Linked DNA regions of Anser cygnoides: region 2 is linked to region 1. The links are chromatin contacts, called in public Hi-C maps. All regions are on one chromosome and are shown on one strand. Each heading gives the region's core, a stretch centred on a gene start, on an enhancer-like site or on the middle of the called end of the contact. The rest is flanking DNA. Distances are from core to core; before and after follow the strand shown.

What was found. Hi-C and Micro-C count contacts between places; a contact is called where the count stands out from the background.
Region 2: a Hi-C map of liver shows a contact between it and region 1, with 2.5 times the contacts expected there. The contact joins the promoter of CPB2 here to the promoter of SLC25A30 in region 1. A contact is called at or near these places in 2 of 7 Hi-C or Micro-C datasets (both in liver).

Annotation. Positions count from the first base shown.
Region 1 is chr1:181,696,281-181,700,944 of Taihu_goose_T2T_genome, forward strand. SLC25A30 (solute carrier family 25 member 30) reads left to right here and starts at 1,969. Exons shown (of 10, transcript XM_066988580.1): 1 at 1,969-2,253; 2 at 3,988-4,066; 3 at 4,624-4,664. The coding sequence starts at 4,003.
Region 2 is chr1:181,952,468-181,956,801 of Taihu_goose_T2T_genome, forward strand. CPB2 (carboxypeptidase B2) reads right to left here and starts at 1,767. Exons shown (of 11, transcript XM_013179591.3): 1 at 1,331-1,767. The coding sequence starts at 1,401.

The DNA.
Region 1 (4,664 bases), core at 719-3,218:
CTGTATGACATATGTGAGAAGCTGGAGCAGAACACCAGGCTATTTAACATTATATATTTTTATGTATGCCAATAACACGTCAAATATTTTTTATTTTTTTCCCAACAAAATCATTTGCTTTATGACTGAAGGTCATATTAATTCCTTCTCAGACAAAAAGTGGGAATGCTGTGGCAGGGCAGGAAGCACTTGACTTCCATGTGCCAGGTTTGCTTTCACCATGCAGCAGCCAATGTGACATGAGCAAAGCAAATGAGTTATCTGACTAATGATTATGAAAGGTTACGAGGAACAAAGGAAACTCTCCAGTGGTGGCAACTGGTGACAAAATGACAAAACAGTTTGAATAATGGCCGTAACCATCTGGATCACTTCACTAACCATTCATTTAAGCAGTAGGACACTAGGCAAAACTGTCCTCACCACTGCAGAGAGCAGAAGAGAAATGATTTTCCATTGTAAGGAGCAGTAAAAACACAGTGAAACAAGAATCAGTGCACAAAAAAAAACCAGCCCTTTGGTAGAATTGTTGGAGGGTGGGGCTCTGTTTTGATTAAAAAAGAAAGATAAAAATGTGTGAGGAAAATTGGGAGCAGTAAGGCTAGGGGCCTGGGAACCAGTCAGTCAAACCGTAATACCTACGCAGTCCTGCAGAAAAGAGCTGGCTTTTGGACAAAAACACTGTAAAAGCAGGTGACCAGTGGCACACAGGGATCGTGCAGAGACATGTGAAAAGATGCTGAGCACCAAAGTCAACTGCTGATATGGCCCTGATGTCAGGCTCGAGGCAGCTTGCCAAGATCGTTCTATTGGCGGTTGATAAAGGTATTACGTATTTCGTAGTACGAACTGGGTTGAAAAGGCAGGAAAAGAGGTTATTCAGAGGACCCATCCAAAAGTCAGTGAAAAGCAACATGAGGCAGCCTGAATTCCCTTTTATTTGGAATTATGTGGTCAAGTACTAACAGGAACTTAAGAAATGTGGTCAGGTGCAAGCTGCAATGCCTGAGCAGGCACCGTTTCACATATTAGAGATAATAAAAACCGGCTGCCTGCAGAATGAGCTGACTGAAACTCCAGGGACAAGTTAAGGTCAAACTGGAAACGAAGCCTTTCTTAAAAGGAGTCAGCAGCCTGGGAAGTCTGAAAACAGAACTGGCTGTCCTGCAAAAGCAGCCGGTGTTAGAATCAGTGAAAATGACCTTTGCAAAAAGAAAGAGGGGAGCTGTTCGAAGTTAACCCCAAGTAGGATCTGCCCTGCAGTAGGGCAGATAGATAGTAGATAGGAAAGCTGTAGTAGATAGGAAAGTAGATAGGAAAGCTGGACGGTACTAGCCAGCTGCTGAAGGGGGTGTGAACACGAGAGCTGATTCTGAGGTTTGAGTTTGTGCCTTCCTCGTCAGAAGCCCATCTGCAAAGACAACTTTGAAGCACAATTGGAACAAGAGCTCTGTGGGCAGCCCGTGCCATAGAACCATAGAAAGGTTTGGGTTGGAAGGGACGTTAAAGATCACCTAGTTCCAACCCCCTGCCATGGGCAGGGACACCTCCCACCAGACCAGGTTGCCCAAAGCCCCATCCAGCCTGGCCTTGAACACCTCCAGGGATGGGGCAGCCACAGCTTCTCTGGGCAGCCTGTGCCAGGGCCTCACCACCCTCACAGTGAAGAATTTCCTCCTAGCCTCTAACCTATATCCACCCCCTTAGTTTAAAACCATTTCCCCTCAGGCGGGACGCTCCAACAAAGCTCCTCAGCAGCCACCTCGCTCCGTGTGCTACCCCCCGACCCCAGCTCCAGCAGGGCCACCCCAACACGGGGGGGATCCTCCCGGGCGGATCCTCATCTGGAGGCCTTGGGGGTGGGGGGACAGGGCTTCCACAGGGCAGCCTCCCCCCACGGCCCCTTTAATGTCCCCCTCCTGCTGGCCGCGGGGAGGCGGGGAAGGGAGGGCGGCTTGGGGAGGACGGCGGCCTCCAGAGGCCGCCCGGCGGCGGGGGAGCGCCGCGGCGTGAGGGCGGCCGGAGCACGGGCTCTGGTTTTTCTTTTCCTTCGGGTGCTTTAGCCACCGGCCCGGCGGCTTTGGCAGAGGCTGTGTGGGGGAATCTCCCCGTTCACAGCCTGCTGGGGACGGTAACAGCGCCCTCGGCCCCTCAGTTCTCCCGCGGGGGGCTAGAAGTGCCTCCTTGATCCACGCGTTTTTGGGGGAAAAACTGAAGGCACCGCTGCGTTTGGAGGCTGGAGTGGACGTTTAGGTACTTCGCCGTTGATGCAACCGACGTGGATATTTTGGAGAGGCCTAGTATGTTTCTGAGCAGTGCTGGGAAGAAATTCTGACTAAGAAGCGAGCAAGAATTGGGAAAATAAGAGAGCTGCGGCAATAGGGCTCGGCGATGTGTGTTGGTTCGGTCGTGTGTCTTGAGATAAGCTCTGCCCTCTGCTTTAGTTACTTCCCATACATCTGGGAGGCTGAAATAACGAGGACGACTCCGAAATTGCAGGAGAGGAGAGTAGTGTGGCGAGCCCCTGAGGGGCACAGACCTTGACACAGTCTGTAGGGTCTCGGCTCAGGGCTCTGTCAAGGGAGCAGCACGCTGTGAGGTTTCTGGGGTAGGGTATCCTATGTATGTATCAGGACTAAAGCCAGCGTTAGTAAGTCTGTGTATAATTTAAATTTTACTTGGCGGTGCTTGCACGCTTCTGCGTTGTGTAATTCCAGTGGACTGAGACAGAAACCGAGTAGTCTTCGCTGCCTGGGCAGATTGAAATACAATGCAGACAGAACTCGGGCTATATTTTGGCTTTGTATCAGTGAAATTATATTTGCTGCAAGTAAAAACTTGTCTTGATGTGTTGACTGCTATCTTTAATTTTGGCAATGCAGCCTTAAAAGCAAAGGTTGTATCTGTGGCTGGTAGTGGGGAAGCAGAACTTGGTCTTGTCCCTGCTAATGAAGCTAAGATCCTCTGATCCCAATGGCAGGACAGGGGTCTGTGAGGAACTTGGAGCTGGATTTGCTCTCTCTCTGGCACCGTGCCGTGCATTCCTGTGGCTGTGGCGTTTTCATGCTGAGATGCTGGCGGTTCATCTCTGAACTGCACTGTTTCTGACAAAATAGTGGGTGCCCTTCCTTGCTTTTATTTCGTTCTTACATCAGGGGTGTGCATTGCAGAGGCCTGAGGAGTAAGCTGGATTTCCCTGGGCTTGGTGGCAGAGTATTTGTTTGGATTTGTGTGGTTTGAGTTCCTTTGTTCCTCTTTTGTTGTGTCATGTCAGAAGACCGAACACCCAGGTAACTTCCTCATGAAGGAAAGATGAGAAAAGTAAAACTAGGGCTGCAGTAACTGCTCATCGGGCATGTTTGGTACCTGCAACTTGTGCTAACTCCATTTACACACTGGATTAGTAGCATGTCTAGAGGGAAGAAGTGGCCAAAGCAAGTTCATCTTTCTGCCTGGTTTTGCACTGCTTCCGCATAACATTAGCAAGAAGGAACCTTGTAAACTGGTAACAGAACAGGCCTTAACAGAAGCAAAATGCATACATATCTTCTGTCTAAGTGTACCAGGTCATGTTAATGTTGATAGCGCCAGGAAAAAGGTGAGAGAAGTTTAGCAGTGTCTGTGTACAAATTGCATTTGATGTCAGGATGTAGTCATACTAGTTTGGCTTGGTGAGAATCACTGGAGGTTCTTCGCTGCAGTGCTCCTTGAAATCCTGCCTGAGGGACAAACTGCTTTCCTCCTTTATGACAAGGGTAATGGTTGTCCAAATATGCAGTGGAGACACAGATTTGAACTCAGATGCCTTTGTTAAGTGTTATTGTCTTGTGACTGTCAAAGGTATTAATTAAACATTTCTACCCTTAGCATGTTTGGAAGGTCCATCTTAAGAGGACAAGGCACAACATGTTATTAAATGTTAGCATATATATTTATGTAATACTAGTTCTGTTTGTAGAAGCTTTAAATCCTTGCTTTCTTTCACAGAAAGAAGATTCAATAATGTCAGCGCTGAACTGGAAGCCCTTTCTCTATGGAGGTTTAGCATCAATCACTGCAGAATGCGGTAAGCATTTCTGGAGCTGTTTACATGATTTCCTTAACTGAGATGGGTGCTTTTAGTGCAAGCTTGGTTCCCAGGCTATTAATGACACAGTATTATATGGTCTTCTTTAGGGTACAACGTAGGAGTGTTTCTTTAATGCTGTGCGGTAAGTTGCTCAGAACTTCGTTAGAGTTTTAAAACTTCTGTCTGTAAATTCATATACTTGTCTCATTTTAATATGACCTTTGTCTTTGGATTCTGTTATTTGGTGTGTACTGATTTGGTCATAAGTATGCACAACTTTTGTTTTGCTAGAGTAGATAAGTTAAGCTTGTCACGTTGCCTGTAAACATAGTGAACACAACAATTGGATAGGAAGCAGGCATGGCCTCTGACAAGCTGTCTAGAAGAAACAGGGTGACATAGAATGAACCGCTTTAACTAAGTCTTGGTAAGAGACTGTATGCATTTCTTTTCAGGAGCATTTTTATATATTGTGGTATTTAATAAAAGCTGCAGTTTCTTAGGACATGTTAGATAAGTCCCTGCTTAACTTTCTCTGAATTTTTTTCTTTAAGGTACTTTCCCAATTGATCTGACTAAAACACGCCTGCAGGTT
Region 2 (4,334 bases), core at 517-3,016, 260 kb after region 1:
CTCAGCATAGATGTGTCTCCCTGAACTCATAGCCTGGCTTCATTCAAACCTTGTGTGGTCTTTTGGAGTACTGTTCCAGAAGAGAAGCCTCCCTGCTTTGTCTCCAGCTGGAAGCCTTCCTCTGGCTCTCAGCAGGTAGGATCACTAGAGGAACGCTGCCAGGATCTGCTCTTGTCCTCCCTGACCTTGCCATGTGCCTCTTCTGTCCTTCTTCTGTTTTGCAAGAGACACATGCTGCTTGTTTTACCTCATTCTTTCCAGTGGGAAATGCCATATTCTTCTGTAACGGTCAGATATTCAGTGTTTTGTTTAAACATTAAATAAATGAACCTCCAAGTAGCACAGAACGATATTGCTGAATTCACCTACGAGCTTATTTAACTGTCCCCCTACTTGAAACCCCACACCTCTGTAGCAATTCACAACAAAATATGATTGCAACGTGAAACAGGTGAACAATCCTGTTTTTAAGGCATAAACTTAAGAAGCATTGACCTGTCACAGTCCTGCTACTGACTAGGGGTGCAGAGTAACAGAGGGCCCTGAGACCCAGTTCCCTGTTACTTGTGTAGGTATTTGAGTTCAGGGAGCAGGTTGTGTTTAATCATGGTTCCTCTAGGTTGTTCAGCTTGCTTAATATCCCCACGTGAGGGGATTATCTTTTTAGTTCTACCTATTAAGACATTGAAGGTTTTAAAGCCAGCTGCCCATATAGAAAATAAAAGCACTTTGGCTGTCTTCCTCTCTGACATATGTTCTCATGTTTTAACAAAGCATTTGGTTGCAGGGTATTTCTGAAGTTTATCGATAGGTAACAATAAAGCTGCTTCTGAAACACTGTACAAATACAAAATGGTTATTCAAAAATGACTTATGACTGGAGAAACAATCATAAAAGCTGCTTTAGAAAGAAAACAGATTGTTAGCACTTTCTGAAATGGTTTCTCTTTCTACCTCAAGAAGTAATTCATTTAAGGTCTTGTTTTAAGGCAGACGAAGCAAATTATTTTTTCCCATTAAGTTTCAGAATGCCCTTTATTGGCATTCGAAAGCACTGAATGAACAGAATTGATTTGCACTTAGACTGAAAAGAATAGTTTTAATATGATTAAAAACATAGGATTTATGGATGCAAAGAAGACTTAGAATAATTTCATTTCCTCCACCATCTATATATTAAATTGAACCACAGACCCAATTACAAGAGCAATAAATAAATGTCAGCCTTTGCCAAATGTTTTCCTATGCAACTTGGAGTTACTTTACCTCAACATTTTCCCTGTCCCACTCACCATACACCGAGAGCCCAGTAGCCACAGAAGGTTTTTACCTTGGAAGAGTGAAGACATACTTCTCTTGAATCCAGATGAATAGGGTAAAAAAGAGCAAGTAAAACTTCATCTTCACAGCATCCACAATGAAACCCACTGCAATTGGAAAGCCCAGGGTTCGGGACCCACATTATTGATTTCAAAAATGTTATTTAAAGAGTGGTTAAAATTTAATGCTGCCCCTCACCTCAGCCCCAAGCTCGTGGTGGCTGAGTCAATATGACAGAAGTCTCTGGGCAGGTTCTGCTCATATTGAGGTCACCCAGCACGGAAAGGATAAGGTACATTTTGGACATTTTCATATTGACAAGTCACTTTGTCATTTGAGCCTTTGTTTTATTTCCTTGTGGCTATGAACCACAGACAGAAGAAAGAACACCAAGCACGATGGTTTTGTGATCCTGTCACATTTACAGAGGTCCAGCAGTGTGCTCTGCGTTCAGTACTCCTATAGCACATCACAGCTGAGCATGAAACTGGTTACAGGAGTGGCAATGAGGTTGTGAAGTCCAAATGGAAGAATCCTAAGCAGAAAAGATCCTTTTGCTGGTATTTGCTAGAGAGAGAACAAGGAGCAAGTGAGATGGATGCCTTCTTGCTATGGAGAGCTGTTCCTCTAGTTCCAGATGGAGCACCTTGACTGGGCTTCCATCTCCCACAGTTGGTCTCTACCTCTTTGGTTAACACTTGATCCATCCAAGGATTTCAGATTGCTTGTGTTGCTCCATATCCCCTTTTCTATGACATTCTGACATCCAGCTTGTGCTTTCCACATGCCACACTGAATTAGCTTTCCAAGGAAAAGTACTAGTGACTCTTTATCTCATTATTATTAATTTTTGCGTGCCTCAAGATTTGTCTCCCATGTTTCTATATGTGGTTGTCTGGACAGGACGTGCCAAAAGCTGAATGAATTTGACACATCCATGCTGTCTGATATAAATGTTCTTCAGGTGAATGGTGCCCAGCAAGATGACATGGTTTTGTTCCAGAGGGTTTTCTTTCCAGGAGAGGACCAGGGAGTGAATCCACACACATCCAGTGGGGACATCAGGGAGCCAAGACCTGGGATTGAACAGGGGAACTAAATTGTTTGACACTGTGACTTAAGGTTATAGCTATACAACTGGATGAAAAAATGCCTAGGAACAAGGTTAGGTAAGATGGACTAGGTTGCATCCACCAGCCTCCTCTCAAACAGCTCTGGAGTGGTCCAGATCAGAGCCATTGCTCCAGTTAGGCAGGCAACTGGGGCTTCAGAGCTCCAAATCAGTCCTGACTCTCTTTTATTTAGGAGGGCAGATATGTCTTAAAAAGTCAGACAGCTAAGTTTTAGATGGCTGAAGTCAGCAGAGGTGAACATCTCTGTGAAAATACACAAGCACCGAAAATCTCCAAACTATAAATATTGGGTTAAGCACAAACTGGGCACCAAAGTGAAACTAAAAAAAAAAGACTCACAGGAAGCTAAACCACTGGCACCTTACCTAGATTTTGCAGTTCCTCCTTTATCTTTTCTAGATGTTGTTCAAACAAACACGAAGTTCGGTAAGTCACACAGGCTGTTTCTGGCACGGGAAGTGGGCAGCGCTCTGCCACAGTGGTTGATTTTTAAACTGACGGTTCAGATGTGCTTCCTTCACGTAGGCAAAAAGAAGGTGCTGGCAGAGGATAAAACACAGGAGACAAAACTTGACCATCCAGTCGTGCTTGCATCTGGAAATGTCTGATGCACAGATACAAATTTAAAGAAAAATTGAATCTACAAAGATAGGTATAGCAGAAGAAACTGAAAAAAAAATGATGGAGTGGAGTTGCTGGTAACAAATGAAAGAGAAGGATCATTTCCACCCATATTTTAAAATGTTAATTAAGCTGGAAAAGGGAATACTATTCCCGTATCATTTCTGAGAAGAAAATTTTGGACAAATGGTAAACATCAGACATTATCGTATGTTGGTTGCTTCTCCTATGCAATAGATGTTGGAGGAAACTAAAGGCACTAGCTGAACCCCTGAGAGAAGGACAAACCCAAGTCTTGTGATGGTTCAAGCACTACGTAGGCTGAAATGCAGTGAACTGAAAGGTAAACGTAGGATGAGAGTTAAAAGAATAACTAATGGGAGATGTCACTGACAGAGATGGCAGAGAATTGTATACCCACCACTCTTGCTTGTCTGAAAGCCTCTGAAGTATTTTGGCTCAAGGTAGGACACAAAAACATTGCCTTTCAAGCATGTGCTGGATGTTGCTTATTTGGATCATTTTGGCTTTTTTTCCTTCCTTTAGTATCTAAACAACACAGACAATACCCTTCCCCACTTGTGCAGCCTGCCTCAGCAACAAGGACGTGACAGTGTTCAAAGCCAGCGTCACTGATCATCGGCCGTGGGTCATTAAATGGCAGCTCCATACCCACCACAAGCCCCTGCCCCATGCCAGCAGCACCACCCCCAGAACAGCACCCATCCTGCTCAGCTCTGCGTGCCTAAAATGAGGTTCCTGTCCAGCCAGCCATCACCTCCATGAAGCGGGCTGATTTTCGAAAGCATGGAGGCTGCCGTCACAAGGACATTCACAGCATGCGACGTGCGTTTCACACACAGAGACAATTTCTGTGACAGTTCAATCTCCAAGTGGATCAGATTTCCTCTCCTGATACGATCTATTTATACCGTGTCGCTGAGGTTTGCTCTAATGAACAACCACCTATCCATTGATTACCCCCAAAGCTTTGTCAGCTGCTGACAGAACCTGAGTATAAAAAATTACTGACATAACAGAGAGAGATGGGGATGTTTTTAAGCACCAGACTTAAACACCAACTTCCTTGCTTTCCCCCAGCTGTTAGGGGTTATCATTTGTCCTTTGACTTCTGTTGACATTCCCTCCATCTGCTCCTCTCATCCACGCAGGAGGTGAGAGTCAGTGCAGGCCGCAGGCTGCGCTGCTTTCATAGGCACTGCAGAGAAATGGGCTTTTTTCAGGAGCAATTCATCCGAC